3 separate regions of the Pan troglodytes genome follow, and all the other regions are linked to region 1. The links are chromatin contacts, called in public Hi-C maps. All regions are on one chromosome and are shown on one strand. The core of a region is the stretch at or near the end of the contact, and the rest is flanking DNA. Distances in the headings are between cores, read along the strand shown.

Region 1 (2,646 bases), core at 74-2,573:
TCCTCCAGAGGCGGCCCACACTGCAGTCGCTGCGTGAGAAGGGCTACATCAAAGGTACCCGAGGCCTGCGGGGGGCGGGGACCCGGGACCGGGACGGGGCGCAGGCTGGGCAGGAGCTGATGAGCCTCTGCCCTAGACCAGGTGTTCGGCTGCGCGCTGGCCGCGCTGTGTGAGCGCGAGAGGAGCCGGGTGCCACGCTTCGTGCAGCAGTGCATCCGCGCCGTCGAGGCCCGCGGTACGTGCGCTGCGGGGGTGAGGGCGGCAGGCATTGGGGTGCCCGCAGGCCTCCTGCCAGGACCGCAGGCTGGAGACCCCTGGATGGACGCAGGGTCCAGGGGGAAAGTACGGGAGGCCCCGAGTGGGAGTCATAGCAGGGACCCGTAGCCCCACCCTATCCCCATCCCTGAACCCGGGATCAGCGCCTCCCTCTGGCCCAGGGCTGGACATCGACGGGCTGTACCGCATCAGTGGAAACCTGGCCACCATCCAGAAGCTACGCTATAAGGTGGACCACGGTGAGGCCCGTCCCCAACCCCTGCCCCAGGGCCTGAAGGCGCAAGGGGTACTGATTTCCCTTCCGTCCTCCTCCCTTCCTCCGCCACAGATGAGCGCCTTGACCTGGATGACGGGCGCTGGGAGGACGTCCACGTTATCACCGGAGCCCTGAAGCTCTTCTTTCGGGAGCTGCCCGAGCCCCTCTTCCCCTTCTCGCACTTCCGCCAGTTCATTGCGGCCATCAGTGAGCACCTGGGGCAGGTGGGGCGGATGGGGTAGGGGCGTGGCGGGGCACCCCTTTAGCAGGCTCCCCTCGCCCAGCCGATACCCCCTACCTCCCGTTCCGACTCCCTCCCTCTAAACCTTCCCTCACCCAGAGTTGCAGGACCAGGCCCGGCGCAGCCGCTGTGTGCGTGACTTGGTGCGCTCGCTGCCCGCCCCCAACCACGACACTCTGCGGATGCTCTTCCAGCACCTCTGCCGGTGAGCCGGGCGGCCCGCGCGGGAAGGGGGAGGCAGGTCCCGGCTGAAGCCCCCAGCGCCTCCCCGCAGTTCGGAGCCCTGAACCCACCCACCCCTGCCACAGGGTGATCGAGCACGGCGAGCAGAACCGCATGTCGGTGCAGAGCGTGGCCATTGTGTTCGGGCCCACGCTGCTGCGGCCCGAGGTGGAAGAGACCAGCATGCCCATGACCATGGTGTTCCAGAACCAGGTGGTGGAGCTCATCCTGCAGCAGTGCGCGGACATCTTCCCGCCGCAATGACTGCCGGCCTGTGATTGGGGCGGCGGCCGCGGTCCTGCCACACAAGCTGGGCGGCGGAGGCCACGCAGCCGGGCCTTCTTCTCTCTGGGACCCTCCGCCAGCGCATAGCTGCAGGCCGGTGTGACTTCTGCACCCTCGGTTCTGAGGGTACGGTGACCCCTAGTGGGCAGTTTGCAAAATGTGATTCCTTCCTCCCAACTCCCCATCCCCCCCTTCCCTTCCCGTCACGTCCTGTTTGGGGGTTAATTAGGTTTTTTCTCTGTTGCATCGCGCCTACTGTGCGTGTGCGATAGCGTGTGTGGGGGTGAGAGTTTGTTTTCTGGAATGGTAGGTGCTGGGAGGAGGAGTTTGATGGAGGGCTTCCTGGCTGCTTCTGGCCCTCACCTCGTGGAGGCCTTCACAGAGACCCTGTGGGCCCTGGCCCTGTGCTGGCACTGTGCCAGTCATGAAGCAGCTGTGATCACTTCCCCACTGTGGAAACAGGACTGACCCAGCCTTCAGCGTGGGCTGCTGAAGCTATCCTCCTCAGGCCTCAGGGATGACCTCCTGCCTGAGCCTCTCACAGGCTGGCTGTGGGCCAGTTTCATCTGCTTTCCTGTTGGGGGTCCCGGGCCTCTGCTGTCCCTGACCCACTGGTGTTCTGTGCAAGGCTTCTTCCCATTCACCAAGTGCACACCTTGCATCTGCCGCTCGGCATGCACCAGTTCCACACACCATCCCATTTTACAGACAAGGACGCTGAGGCCTGCAGCAGCAGTGTGACTTGCTCAAGGTCCAGTGAGTGACCTCATTCCCCAGAAAAGGCTCCTCCCACACCAGAGTACAGCCTGGGTAGGGGGAAAATCAGTTCTTTCAGCTACCACCCATCCAACCTTTGGGCCTATGCGAAAAGAAAGGAACTAAGCTGGGTGTGTTCTGTCTGGACCTGGGGAGGCCCCTGAAGGCAAAGAGGGAAACTGTCCCAGCTGTTCTGTCCTAGGGGAGGGGGACATAGCCCTAGCAGGAGCTCCCAGCCCCTCTTGGCACTCTGACACACAAGTACGCCCATCTGGGGCCCGCTTTGCCATGAAGAGCTGGGCAGGCCTGCAGGGTGTGGGGAAGGAGGACACAACCTCAAGAAAGGAAGCGTGAACCCCAGGGAACAGCGGGTCCCTTCCCTCCTCAGACACAAGCCACCTCAGCCTGTGGCTCTTGGCCCCCAGCCCCACCAACCCACCTGTTCATTTATTCAACAGACAATGACAGCTGATATTTATTGGACATTTGCACCATGCCAAGCATTCGGCTTGGATTATCCCATTTGTTTCTCACAGCCGGTATTTATTGTCTGCTCTTCTGTGCCAGGTGCTGTGCTCTGGGCAGGGGCACTGCATGGGCTGCCTGCCCT
Region 2 (2,646 bases), core at 53-2,552, 250 kb after region 1:
AGAAGATGGGGCGGGTTCTGGACCGTACCATTCTGTTTCAGGAATACGAGAAGATTCGATGGCCTATGAGAGTCCACACAGAATATTTTTATGAAAAGGTGCGTTATAAAGGCTATTATCGTATTTTGTTCTCAGCGGAAGGGTTCCGAAGGTTATGAACCTTTATTAACTAACGCAAGAATGGTTTATTCCTAAAAAGTAGTCCCTAAAATGTAAAAGAATTAAATCCTATAAAGAGAGACGTCGGCCCACGGCTGCTAACTCGCGAGTCTTAAGATCATAGAAATGGCTTCACGGCGGGTGGTGAGTGCCTGAGACTGACACTTGCGGAAGGATATCGCGAGCACATTTTGTAAAGAACGAAAAGCGCATGAAGAAGTAAACAAATGAAGAATAAAAAGTGCCGCCTTAAAGGGACAGTGTGACTGCGTTTAGCGCCGCAGGCTCGCACTAGGCCTCGGAAGACGAAAACGCGGGTTCGAGTCCCGGTGACGCCGACTCCCGGACTGACCTCGGTACCCTTAGCTGAAGGTGGCGGAGTCCCAGCCCCAGCCTGGTCTCAGAAAGCCGCCCCCGCCCCAGGGGCAAATGCAAACTGGTGATTCGCGACCAAGGCTCTTCCCTGGGCCGAGATCGGAAAGCCGGGGCCGGGGGCGGGCGGGGGAGTGGAGGGGGAAGCGGGGGAAGGCCTCGCCCCCACGCCTCAGCTTCTGTCGAAGAAAATGGCCTCCTGGGGCCGATTTGGTCTTTTCACTTCCGACCGAGATCATTTCCTGAGCCGGGACAGAGGAGGTCCGGGACAGCCATGAGGCTGTTTGTTGGGAGGAGTTCGGAATGATTAATGAGTTGAAATCATCAGCCCTGGCTATCCGAGAGGGAAGCAGGTCTCACCCGCAGAGGCCCTTCTTCATCAGTGGGCGCTGGGCAAGACTGGGAGGGAAGCATGGAGGAGGCCTTGCTCCGAAACTTGCGGCAGGGGATTCTGGCGCAGGGCTCGGGGGGCCGATTCCCCCGGGGGCGTAGTTTCTCAGAGAAATTCTCTAGACCCAAGCCCCCAGCCCTCCATAAACAGGGACTGAGAGGACCCAGAGAACCCTCCATACCAGTCACTGAGGCCTAAAATCTTGGCGCCCTTTCCACTTCTCCTTCGCCACACATCCAGTGACCCTTTCTTCTTATTGCTTCCTTAATAGCATCCCTGACATTCCAGCACGTTTGCACTGTGCACCTTTTACGCACAGAACCATGTGACCTCACCACAGCCTGGCAAGTTAGACACGATAGGAATGAGTGTCTCCATTTTACAGATAAGGCATCTCTAAGACACTGGAAAATAAGTGACTTGTCCAAGGTCACATGACAACCATGGGGCAGTTCTGGCTAGAGCGCTGGTCTTTGTGACCCCCCCATGCCATTTTTCTTTCTGTCACAAACACAAAACCCATTTTTTCTTAAAATCGGGGAAAACTCTGGATTTCGTTCTTTTTATTCCCAACAACTTCAACCTTATTCAGCCCCTATATCATTTGACAAACAGGAGGGTACAAAGAGGGGTGGGATGCCATTCTTGCCTTCAAGTTGCTCCTGGACTGTGGAGAGGCCATCAGACCACAGCCAGCCTAAATGGCAAGTGAGGGAAATCCCGGTGGGAGCTGATGAGCCGAGTGCATGGGAGCTGGGAATTATGGACAAGTGTCAGGAGCAAGTGACTTCCTGGCTGGCTCTGAAAGATGAAGAGCTTTCAGGCAAAGTGGCACGAAGAGGGGCATTTTAGGAAGACCAAGCATCATGTGCCAGGAAAGGGCTAGTCTGGGACTTCGGTGGCTCTGGGCAGTGTGAGATATCGGGGGTGGGGGCCAGTGGTGATGGGCATGGCCAGTGTAGATGCCTCTAAGGGGAGCCGCAAGCACGCGGGCCTCTGGGCACAGCTATATGTTCTGAAAATGAACACCTTCGTTTGTTTTGTCTGGGCTTCCAAGAATTCGGGTCCACCTGAAAAGTTCCCCACTCCATGTGGCTTCATCCCTTAGGAGGCTTCCTGAGAGCAAGAACTGCCCCTCAGAGCACTCCTGGAGGAAAAAGGGATTTTGCAGAGAACTTGGTTATCACAGAGAGTTATCACAGAGACCTCCAAATTGTTACCCCATCTTCAGACTCCAGAGGATTCTGGGGTACCCCCAGTCAGGGCATTTGGAAGGCACTGCTGAGCCTAGCCTCAGTGTCCTGGACTGGGCTCCACTGTATGGTCTCATGTGTTCTATTGGGGGAGAGGTGGACTGACGAATAGGTTGTGGAATTCTAGAATTCTGTCAAGGGGCCAGGCAACCTTACTGTTAGCTGGGTTCTAACCCTTTGCCAGGCATTTAACATGCCCCATCACTGGTAAACCCCAGGACTGCCTTATGAAAAAGAGATCAACTCTATTTCACAAAAGAGGCCACCCAAGCCCAGAGCAGTTAAGAATCTTCCCCAAGGGGGCCGGGCGCGGTGGCTCACGCCTGTAATCCTAGCACTTTGGGAGGCCGAGGCGGGCGGATCACGAGGTCAGGAGATTGAGACCATCCTGGCTAACATGGTGAAACCCTATCTCTACTAAAAATACAAAAAATTAGCCCGGCGTGGTGGCGCCCGCCTGTAGTCCCAGCT
Region 3 (2,646 bases), core at 105-2,604, 170 kb after region 1:
TTCCCCAGCGACCCCGCTCCAATTCCCCAGGTAGGCACAGAGGGGGGTGGTTCCAGATTTTGCTCCACCCCTAGCCTGGGCGACCCACCCGTCCTGACCCCACCCTCCCTCATCTTACTCCCTTCAGTGGCTTGGAAAGGATGCCCCAAGATAAAGACCCACAGGCACCCTGGCTCTGACATATGGCGGGGTAGAAACACAGATACCTCCTGGCCATGATCCGACAACCCCATTCCCCGCAGCCCAGGCGCCCAACAAATCAGGACCCAACACCTCCAGCAGGTCTCCCGCTCCCGGGAGGTTGTAACCCTTTCATCTTTGACTCCAGACACAGAAAGGCAGATGCCCCAGACCCGCGCCCGGTGGCTGGGCCTGCGTGCAGTGGGGAAGGGGGCGACCCGGGACCCCTGTGCGTGCCCCGCTCCCAACTTCTTCACAGGACAGACTTGTTTAGACCTTTAGACCCAGCTGGGGTGGAGGTGTCTTAGGGAGGGAGACCGGGCGATAACTGAAAAAAGTTTTGGGGGGAGAGTGCTAAGTCACTCTGAAAAAAAGGCCACTGTCGCTCCCACCTCCCGGAGGGGGCAGCTGCCGGACCGGGGATCTCCAAGCGGCACCTGAGTCCCCGGGGGCGGGGACGCGCGCCCAGCCCCTGCCGCGCCCCTGCCGCCCCCCGCCCGCGCCCGACCCGCCTCCGGGTCGCACTCACCAGGGCGCGGTTGAACCTCTCCTCCAGCTCTCCGGCCGCGGGCATCGGCTGCTTGGGAGGCGCGGGCTGCTTGGGGGGCGGCGCGGCGGGGCCCGCGGGCTGCTCGGCGCTGCCGGCCGCGTTGCCCATGGTGGTCCCCACCCAGCCGGCCAGGCGCCTCCAGCCTCGGAAATCCAGCTTTCCGGGGGACGGGGACGAGGCTCCCGACCCGGGCGGGGGCGAGGGGGCAGCGGCTGGCGGCGGCGGCGGGGGTCTCGGCGGCGGGGGCGCTCGGCTCAGCGGCGCGCAGGGGCCGGAGCGCGGCGTCCCATCGGGGCGGCCCCGTCCGTGGGACCGGGCGGCGAGCTGCAGGGTTGGGGGAGGAAGTCAGGCTGCAGGCCGCCGGGGCCAGAGGGCTGGGCCGGGGGCAGGAAGCTGCGGCGCTGGCTCCCCCCTCGGCGATTTTCGAACTTCTGCTGTCGCTCCCCGTGCGCGCAAACCGCAGTTCGCCGCCGCCGCCGGGCACCCAGCCCCAGGGGGGCGGGCTGGAGGGAGGGGGCGGGCGCTGGCCGGGGGACCCCCGCAACCATGGCGGGCGGGGAGTGGGCTGCCGAGCCGCTTCACCTGCCGCAGAGGGGGCGGCCGGCGCCGCTTCACCTGCCGGAGCGGGAGGCCACCGAGGCGAGGCCGAGGCGGCGGCGCGCTCGGCGGCGCCTCCGGGTCCTAGAACCGCATCCTCCCGCTCGCCTCGGGCGAGGGATTGGCCGGGTCTGGGTGAGGGGGGTCACGGCTTGGGGATCGGAGGGGCACATCTTCTCCGCACCGAGGATCTCAGCGACTGCGAGCACGGCTCGGAGACCCACGGTGGTGCAGCGTTGGCGCGCCAGGGCTGCGTTCCCGTCTCGGGTCCCGGACTGAGAAGGTGGGAACCCCCTTCCAGGCCCCCCACCTTTTATTTCTCTCCTCCCCTGCTTAGCCCAGAGACGAGCTGAGGACCAGGGGGAGCCATCTCCAAACAGGAACTCCTAAACAGGGTGGGGGGCGCGGACGCAGGCCAGTGGAGACCCCCGCCACCTGTCCCACCTCGACCAACCGTGCGCCTGTGCAGGGCACCCCTACAGGTTTTAGAATGGGGGCACCTATGGAATATGGCAGGCTGCGAGAAGCTGGGCCCGCCAAGGTGGTCCCAAGGAGGAGTGGGGGGTTGCGGAAAGGAGGATGAGAGCCAGCCACAAGGCTGGAAAAGGAGCGGGCACCGCAGAGGAGGGAAAAAGAATCTTGACACTGTCACCGCCAGGGATCTAGGGGGGCCTCTCACCTTGGAGAATAACAATCTCTGATGTCTGCTAATTACAGAAATACTTTCAGAGCTCTTTCATTCATCCTGACAATGGCCAGAGAAGGTAGGTATTGGTAGCCTTATTTTAGAGATGGGGAAACTGAGGCAGAGAGTAGGTAAGTAAGCTGTCCAAGGGCACTCAGCTAACAAAGGACAGAAGCAAGCCTCCTCACTGTCTACCTCCAAAACCTACACTGCTGTCCTGGCCCTCCACTGCCCATCTCATGTAGGATGGGAGAGTATGGGGGGCTGGGGTCCCATCTACAGCCTGAATTTGACTTTCAGTTGCTCCTCTCATTCCTCATTTAATTTGTGGGGATCCCCAACTGACCCCTCCCTACACTTCCAGGGCACTGAGGAGGGAGGGCCCGCTGAAGGAGCCCCGAATTATCTCTAGGCCAGGTCAGGAGCCATTAGTGTCCCCTCCCCTGACAGCATCCTCCTCCTTCTGCCCTCACATTCAGAGCCACTGACAAGACTTTAAGCAAGAGACGGAAAGTTAACATCTAATCTGGAGGAAGACCCTGGAAGGAGCCAGCCCCTTCCCCCAGGCTGACCTGGTTTAAGCCTTTCTTCTGCTAAGGTCACCAGCACCCCAGATGGGTGAGAGATGTGATCA

The links. Hi-C and Micro-C count contacts between places; a contact is called where the count stands out from the background.
Region 2: a contact with region 1 is called in a Hi-C map of stem cell-derived neural progenitor cells, with 4 times the contacts expected there. The contact joins the promoter of HEXIM1 here to the enhancer-like site in region 1. A contact is called at or near these places in 1 of 7 Hi-C or Micro-C datasets (stem cell-derived neural progenitor cells) and 1 of 1 datasets of contacts at active chromatin or transcription factors (stem cell-derived excitatory neurons).
Region 3: a Hi-C map of stem cell-derived neural progenitor cells shows a contact between it and region 1, with 4 times the contacts expected there. The contact joins the promoter of FMNL1 here to the enhancer-like site in region 1. A contact is called at or near these places in 5 of 7 Hi-C or Micro-C datasets (blood, induced pluripotent stem cells, a lymphoblastoid cell line and 1 more), 1 of 1 datasets of contacts at active chromatin or transcription factors (stem cell-derived excitatory neurons) and 1 of 1 other capture datasets (stem cell-derived neural stem cells).

Annotation. Positions count from the first base shown.
Region 1 is chr19:22,440,783-22,443,428 of NHGRI_mPanTro3-v2.0_pri, forward strand. ARHGAP27 (Rho GTPase activating protein 27) reads left to right here. Exons shown (of 20, transcript XM_016931597.4): 15 at 1-54; 16 at 137-235; 17 at 438-515; 18 at 605-739; 19 at 873-978; 20 at 1,082-2,646. The coding sequence ends at 1,259. Among named protein-coding and RNA genes, the nearest start is that of ARHGAP27, 38 kb to the left of the region's middle. Within about 2 kb of position 1,324, at least 7 of the 24 cell types and tissues checked have an H3K27ac peak or open chromatin away from gene starts, as enhancers often do. A contact at or near this core is called in stem cell-derived excitatory neurons and stem cell-derived neural progenitor cells, where this site is marked.
Region 2 is chr19:22,689,270-22,691,915 of NHGRI_mPanTro3-v2.0_pri, forward strand. HEXIM1 (HEXIM P-TEFb complex subunit 1) reads right to left here and starts at 1,303. Exons shown (of 1, transcript XM_511566.9): 1 at 1-1,303.
Region 3 is chr19:22,615,145-22,617,790 of NHGRI_mPanTro3-v2.0_pri, forward strand. FMNL1 (formin like 1) reads right to left here and starts at 1,355. Exons shown (of 26, transcript XR_010152820.1): 1 at 710-1,355.